Regions from separate parts of the Xenopus laevis genome. Here region 1 is linked to region 2. The links are chromatin contacts, called in public Hi-C maps. All regions are on one chromosome and are shown on one strand. Each heading gives the region's core, a stretch centred on a gene start, on an enhancer-like site or on the middle of the called end of the contact. The rest is flanking DNA. Distances are from core to core; before and after follow the strand shown.

What was found. A called contact is a pair of places that touch in the nucleus more often than the background predicts.
Region 1: a Hi-C map of the XTC cell line shows a contact between it and region 2, with 3 times the contacts expected there. The contact joins the promoter of txnip.S here to the enhancer-like site in region 2. A contact is called at or near these places in 2 of 4 Hi-C or Micro-C datasets (the XL177 cell line and the XTC cell line).

The regions. Positions count from the first base shown.
Region 1 is chr8S:96,124,810-96,129,036 of Xenopus_laevis_v10.1, reverse strand. It overlaps txnip.S (thioredoxin-interacting protein), which reads left to right and starts at 1,772. Exons shown (of 8, transcript XM_018233458.2): 1 at 1,772-2,233; 2 at 3,651-3,723; 3 at 3,818-3,965. The coding sequence starts at 1,993.
Region 2 is chr8S:96,052,780-96,056,818 of Xenopus_laevis_v10.1, reverse strand. No RefSeq gene overlaps it. Among protein-coding and RNA genes, the nearest start is that of ankrd34a.S, 38 kb to the right of the region's middle. Within about 2 kb of position 2,123, at least 1 of the 7 cell types and tissues checked has an H3K27ac peak or open chromatin away from gene starts, as enhancers often do.

The DNA of each region.
Region 1 (4,227 bases), core at 523-3,022, 73 kb before region 2:
AGTGGAACTACAGGACAGAGTGTATAGTAGTGGAACTACAGGGCAGAGCGTATATTAGTGGAAGTATAGAACAGAGGACGGAGCGTATAGTAGTGGAACTACAGGACAGAGTGTATAGTAGTGGAACTACAGGACGGAGCGTATAGTAGTGGAAATAAAGGACAGAGCGTATATTAGTGGAACTACAGGACAGAGCGTATATATGTGCAACTGTGGGACACAGCGTATAGTAGTGGAACTACAGGACACAGCGTATATTAGTGGAACTACAGGGCAGAGCGTATATTAGTGAAACTACAGGACAGAGCGTATATATTAGTGGAACTACAGGACAGAGTGTATAGTAGTGGAACTACAGGACAGAGTGTATAGTAGTGGAACTACAGGGCAGAGCGTATATTAGTGGAAGTATAGAACAGAGGACGGAGCGTATAGTAGTGGAACTACAGGACGGAATGTATAGTAGTGGAACTACAGGACACAGCATATAGTAGTGGAACTACAGGACGGAGCGTATAGTAGTGGAACAACAGGACACAGCGTATAGTAGTGGAACTACAGGACACAGCGTATAGTAGTGGAACTACAGGACAGAGCGTATAGTAGTGGAACTACAGGACAGAGCGTATAGTAGTGGAACTACAGGACGGAGCGTATAGTAGTGGAACTGTGGGATGGAGAGTATAGTAGTGGAACTACAGGACGGAGCGTATAGTAGTGGAACTGTGGGATGGAGAGTATAGTAGTGGAACTACAGGACGGAGCGTATAGTAGTGGAACAACAGGACACAGCGTATAGTAGTGGAACAACAGGACACAGCGTATAGTAGTGGAACAACAGGACACAGCGTATAGTAGTGGAACAACAGGACACAGCGTATAGTAGTGGAACTACAGGACAGAGCGTATAGTAGTGGAACTACAGGACAGAGCGTATAGTAGTGGAACTGTGGGACGGAGCGTATAGTAGTGGAACTGTGGGACAGAGCGTATAGTAGTGGAACTACAGGACAGAGCGTATAGTAGTGGAACTGTGGGACGGAGCGTATAGTAGTGGAACTACGGGACGGAGCGTATAGTAGTGGAACTACAGGACGGAGCGTATAGTAGTGGAACTACAGGACGGAGCGTATAGTAGTGGAAGTACAGGACGGAGGCCATTGTGCATATAACAAGGAATTAGTGTCAGCACAAGAGCAAATATGTAGCTTTTATTCACTGCTGGAGCTGGAATTTATTTTTCCCCTGGTGTTTGTTTAGGATACAGCTTGTGACTCGGTGTAGTAGTTATTGGGGTAGTGGAATGTTTCATTGTGCCCCCTTTTCAACACCTGCATAGAATTCCCTCAGGGTGCCAGACAGCCAGCTATTACTGTACAGAGTGAGCTTGAGTAACTACTAAATATACGTTATACAGAGGTGTCACACAATGACAGGACTGGCCCGTACACACCAGCAAGAACAGTAAACAACCCCCCACAGGAATCGCGCCCAGTCTCATCACCGTCTCACACAACATCCCGACCCCGCCGCCGTGACAAACAACTTCAGGATGACGCGCAAGCCCCGCCCCTTTCCCGTCTCCTGCCCGCAGCTTGCATGCCCTGTTCACGCGCTGCCTGGCGGCTCCTATTCGCTGGCCGCTCCATTAACAACATACCGCGGACCAATGGGAGCGGTGTGCACGAGGTGAGCATGGGGAAGCAATTGGCAAGCGGAAGGTGGGCGGAGCGTGGGCCCAGCGCTCATATAAAAGACCGATTTCCTGGTCTTGTTTACAGCCTGTCGGCTTGGAGCGTGTAGTGGTGGAACAAATAACCAGTGCAGAGCTCTGCAGGGTTAGAGTGCTTGTACCACTGAACTGGAGCTGAAAGCACTTACTTTTTCATATGATCCTTACTTGGGGACTATTATTCATTGTCTGCAATTCCATTGGACACAGCTGCCCAACTGTCATCTTAGCTGCCCATTAGAGTCACACTATCTGCCATCATGGTTGTTTTCAAGAAAGTCAAGTGCTTTGAACTGTCTTTCGCCGACCCCGAGAAGGTGTACTGCGGTGGGGACAAAGTAACGGGCAGGGTCCTGGTGGAGGTGGCTGAAGTGACCAGAGTGACAGCGGTGAGATTGTTGGCATGCGGGGTGGCCAAGGTATTGTGGTCCCAGAACTGCAAGCAGGAGATGGAGTACCTGAGATACGAGGACACCCTGCAGATGGACGATCAGCCGACAGGTGAGAAGCGACGTCTGGGCCCATGGTGGGAGGGAAACCATTAAATTCATTCATCACGTTATTTGTGAATATTTTAAAGGCTTCTTGAACTCTTTTTATGCATCACTGGGTTGCGTGATGCTTTCAAAGAACATGGTAGGAAGTGGGCTTTAAACTGCAGCAGAGCTATGAGGACGTGCGTCGCTTTAGGACAGAGACACTAAGAATCAGGGAGATTACTTGTCCGGCAACAAATCTCCTCTTCTTCGGGACGACTGATCTCACCAAACTGCCTCCTTACGGCGATTTAGATTCTAGCCGGCGGGAGGCAGTTCGGGGAACCTAGTAGAAATAGCAGATTTGTCGCTGGGCAACTAATCTCCCGGAATCTTTGAGTGTGTCTCTGCCCTTAAACCCCTGAGGATGTTTGTTTTATATTAAGTTTTTACGTGTGCTTAGGGCCACTGCTGTAATGGTTCTTGTCAGGAGGTAACTTCGGGCAACTTTGAAAAATGAAGAGATCAGAGTGCCATCCTGTCGGTGATTTAGATTCTAGCCGGCGGGAGGCAGTTCGGGGAGATTAGTCGCCCCGTAGTAGTGGTAATTTATCGCCAGGCGACTGGATCTGCCCTTAAATCCCTGAGGATGTTTTTGTTTTATATAAAGTTTTTACTTGTGCTTGGGGCCACTGCTGTAATGGTTCTGGTCATCAGAGGCTTCCGTATGCCGTGTCTATGTAACGATCATCTGGTACTTTAATAGGGACTTGGCTGGCAAACGTTCCTGGTATGCAGAACCTTTTACTAGAAGTGCCCAGTCCTACATTCCTATTGCATTGGCTCAGTCTGTATATGAGAAATATGATGCTTGTGTGATAACTACAGAGGCTATTGGCAGGACATTACCATCTGCGCTGATGCACTGTTACCAGGGCAGGGTTTATTAACCTAGAGCAAGCTGTTGGATTTGGTCCATAATCATACCAACAGATTAATCGCATCCTGCCCTATTTATCTAGTAGATGTCCTGTACTACACTTCTGTTCAACGTAAGGCAATAATGCTATGCCACGGATTATGAAAAGTGTTTTCACTCACTGGGAAATGCTTTCACTTGAACGAGGAGGGAGAAGTCCTTTACATGAACTAAGCCAAGCTTCATAAATATAAAAAATTTGTGTAATATGTATGCATGGCCACTAAGGCATTCCAGATAAAGAGGAAACTATTTATAAGCTTAATCGGCACATTAAAGGGCCAATAGTTGACAAGAAGTGTTGCTTCCTCTCTGAGTTCGTATTTTTTCTTCAAACCTCTTCTATTTTAAAAGAGTAATTTGGGCAGAGTGTATGAACGTATGGGGCTCTACTTTTTGATACTTGAAGAAACCTTATACCGAACTATAACTTCATTTCTACCTCCCTTGTTGTCTCTTCTAGATTCTGATGGATCTGTCATTATGAGGCCAGGCAACTGCTACGAATACAAGTTTGGATTCGAGCTGCCCCATGGGTAGGTATCCTGCTTTTCTAAAAAGTGCCAATGACCTTTTAGATGCTTGGTATGTTTAATAAGAAGTCTTACACAGTGCTGTATTTCTTTGCAGTCCTTTGGGGTCAACATTCAAAGGAAAGTATGGTTCTGTGAAGTACTGTGTCAAAGCTTTCCTCGATCGGCCATCCCATCCTCCCCAGGAAGTAAAGCAGACCTTTCAAGTTGAGGACTCTGTGAATGTGGACACTCCAGATCTCATGGTAACTATATTATTCTGTATACGATAACTCCCATAGAACCACAAGACATTAAGGGCCTGATTCAATTCAGTGAGGAAAGGATAGCTCTTGGTTTAACACGTGAAAACTCGTGGATGAGATTCAGTTGGAGGAGGAGAAAACTCTTCTACAAATTCAGTTCCAGTTTTTTTTCCATGGACTTCAATAGAGTTTTTGCAGGATAAACCACAAGAAGTTTTATTAATTGAATTGTATCTCAAACTGAATCTTCTCTGAGTTTTCA
Region 2 (4,039 bases), core at 874-3,373:
AAAAGTTAATTTAAGACGCATCATGATGAAATAAGGAACTTTGTAAATATAATCAGTTAAATATTCTGCATTGTTTCTGAAATCATAAATGGGTTCTACTGGTGATTTATTCCACAAGCTGAAGGTCTGGGGCGTGTGCACCTGAAGTCTACATATAAACTTCATCATTCTGGTTTTATTGTCTTTGAGGCAACAATATCAGACAATACACATGGGCTGCTTCATCAAATTACCCCAACATCAGCCTGTTTAAAGGGATCCTGTCATCGGAAAACATGTTTTTTTCAAAACACATCAGTTAATAGTGCTGCTCCAGCAGAATTCTGCACTGAAATCCATTTCTGAAAAGAGCAAACAGATTTTTTTATATTCAATTTTGAAATCTGACATGGGGCTAGACATATTGTCAATTTCCCAGCTGCCCCAGTCATGTGACTTGTGCCTGAACTTTAGGAGAGAAATGCTTTCTGGCAGGCCACTGTTTCTTTCTCAATGTAACTGAATGTGTCTCAGTGGGACATGGGATTTTACTATTGAGTGTTGGTCTTAGATCTACCAGGCAGCTGTTATCTTGTGTTAGGGAGCTGCTATCTGGTTACCTTCCCATGTTCTTTTGTTTGGGGAAAAAGGGAGGGGGTAATATCACTCTAACTTGCAGTACAGCAGTAAAGAGTGATTGAAGTTTATCAGAGCACAAGTCACATGACTGGGGGCAGCTGGGAAATTGACAATATGTCTAGCCCCATGTCAGATTTCACAATTGAATATAAAAAAATCTGTTTGCTCTTTTGAGAAATGGATTTCAGTGCAGAATTCTGCTGGAGCAGCACTATTAACTGATTCATTTTGAAAAAAAAATTTTTTCCCATGACAGTATCCCTTTAAGGCCACCTACAGGCACCCATGGGAAACTGCCCTGTGCTAGACAGGGTCTGTGTGGTTAGGAAGGGGGTCATTTACACATTTCATAGCAGTTCATTTGGTTTTGTAGAAAGGAGAAGTAAATCATACAGAAAATAATTTTGCTAGAAATGCTGTTTTTCATTTACTGAATTGAATGTACCAGCCCAGAGGTTCAGCAGCCCTTTAAGTTGTTCTTAGTAGCCTGCCATCTTGGATCATGTTAGGTCATCTTTTGAATGTCAGTGGCACTGCACATGCTCAGTGAGCCCTGGGCAGCTGTTGAGAAGCTATGCTTAGGGGTTGTTGCAAGTCATCAACACATTAGAAGTTGCATCTGTCAGAAGCTGCTGCTGCAGACCTGATTACTATTCCACTATGTAATGTGAAGAAGATGAAGATGGGGAACTACTGGGGGCATCTGTGGAGGAATAGATCTCCTCTGCTGAAGAACGATGGGTGGGCTTGGGATGGTAAAGAAACCCAGGACACAAGATGAAGCATTTCTAGCCTAATTATTTGTGGAGCTTTAAGGTGGCCATACACAAGAAGATCCACTCGTTTGGTGACATCGTCAAACGAGCGGACCTCTCCCTTATATGCCCACATTGAGGTGGGCGATATCAGGCTGATCCGATCGTGGGCCCTGGGGCCCAATGATAGGATCAGAATGGAGGCAATATGGGCAATCGGATCGCAGGACAGCATCAATCAACAGATGCGGCCGCGATCAGACGGGATGTTTTACCCTGCCTGATCAACATCTGGCCGACTTTCGGTCTGCCGGCAGCTTTTATTGGCCCGTGTATGGGGGCCTTAAAGTGAATGAATTGCAAAGTTTCGATCTCACATTTGTTGCAGTCATATTATTTTGGAGATCAGACAAGAGACACATACATACATGCAAAGATCGGGGGCTCTCTTTGAGAAACTCTAAACTCTGTCATGAGACTCAAGTTCCCCTAAGCTCCCCCCTGGCTTTTTTAGACATAACTTTTCCTAAATCTCAGCGTGCGGCTGTATAATCAGCCGGAGAAATACTAATCCGTGCACTTCGAGGAATTGGAAGACTCTGTTTTTAGGTTCCTGGACTGAGAAGGAAAATCGGGAGGGGAGGGTGAAAGTCACAGTACATTGGATGTCAACATCGGCACAGCTGCCTGTAAGAAGATGTTTGTCCAGGTAGCCTGTTCTTTGTTAGCCCAGCGCTGAGAACTCCTTGTACTCCAGGCTGAATTACAACTACGTAATGCACAAAGGGTAACACACAAGCACGTTCACACACCGTTCTGCTTCTAATCCAACTTCCACAGCAAACCAAACCCCATTTGGCTTTGCTTCATAGCTTTGCCCTGGAAATCAACACCCTTATCATATTTCAAAGATTTGCCTCTAGCAGCCCTAGCAATTTCCTGGGACTGCACCGTGCAGTTAGTAAAGGAACCGACCCCTAACAACCCCTAACTGACCCCTTTTTGTAGTCCTGGGGTGAATATTCCCTAAACCTGCTTTTTGGTCATTAGCTAAGGACAAGGCCAAGCTGTGAGGTGACTGATTAGCACAGTCCACCATAATAACAGGTACTATTGTCCCTTTTGTAGTCCAGCACCAGTCAGCGACAAATGAAGTAGTAGAACTGTAGTTCAACAGCAGCAGGAAGGCTAAAAGGCTGGATATCACTGATGCAGAATACCTAGCTCTACACCAGTGATCCCCAACCAGTGGCTCTTGAGTAACATGTTGCTCTCTAACCCCTTGGATGTTGCTCCCAGTGGCCTCAAAGCAGGAGCTTATTTTTGAATTCCAGGCTTGGAAGGAAGTTTTAGTTGCATAAAAACCAGGTGTACTGCCTAACAGCTCCTCCTGTAGTCTGTCAGTCCACATAGGGGCTACCGTCAGTCAATTACAGCCTATATTTGGCACCCCCAGGAACTTTTTGTATGCTTATGTTGCTCTTTAACTCGTTTTTACATTTGAATGTGGCTCACAGGTTAAAAAGGTTGGGGACCCCTGCTCTATACAATATGCTCTAAGGCTGGAGACATCTAACCCGTGAGTCCATAAGCTTGGGTCCCCAGATGTTGCTGGACTACAAATCACAGCATCTTCCAGTGTGTAATCAAGAGTCAGTACATTCTGGTAAGTTGTAGTTGTGCAACATGTAGGGGACCCAAGGTTAAGAAATAAGAGCTCAGAACTAGTGATGTGTGGGTTGACCCTAAACCCATGGTGACCAGCAGGTTGACCACCGGTTGGATGGGTTTGGGGTAAGATTTGGACAAACATTGAGGGTCATACTGGGGAAATACATTCCTCCACTGCTCCCAACGATTCCCAATTCAGAGCAAGATGAGGGTACGGTTTGGGCACGGGTCCTACACAGGTTAAGGTTTTGCAGGTTAGGATTGGTCACAGGTTGAGTTTTTCCTGCTCCACACTTCAGTATTCTGAACAAACAGAACAGGGAGGAACTCGTATATCAAGAAGGAGATCTGCACACGGTGAAGCACAGATTTGCACGTACATCTGTTATAGAGAAGATAGAACAGGGGAAAATTCCACAAGGAGGCCAGGGAGGATAACAGAAGATGTCAGTAATCTGATGGTTTTAGGAATAGACAAGTATAACTGCACAATAGTGGGAGCTGCCAATTTGCTTCCTCTAAGGGGGGAATGAGGAAAGCTCCTCTGTTGGCTTGGAAATGGCAGAAAGCTTGCTTTATTTTTACTAAGCGATAACTTTTGTAGGATCTAATTTGCTATACTCCGCAACAGCACAAAAATATATTTACACCATATATTATCAGTCGGGAATCTCAAATCTGAAACTCCTGCTCCACCTGCTGGACGTACAGAGAGTCAAGGAAAAAGCCATCGCTTATAGTACTGTGGCCACCCCTAGATATTGTATGTTGGTCCCTGCTTGGTATAAACGCCTTTTTATTGTTCTGTTCAATATGGCAGACAAAACATAATTGGCTGATCCATCATGCACTGCACATACTGTATAAGAGGCATAAGCAGATTAGTTTTTAGCATGATTGTTCCCCATAGTAGACACATATCCATAGTAATGGTGCCCATAAACTGAGAGATCCGCTCGTTTGGCTATGTCATCAAACGAGCGGATCTCTCCCCG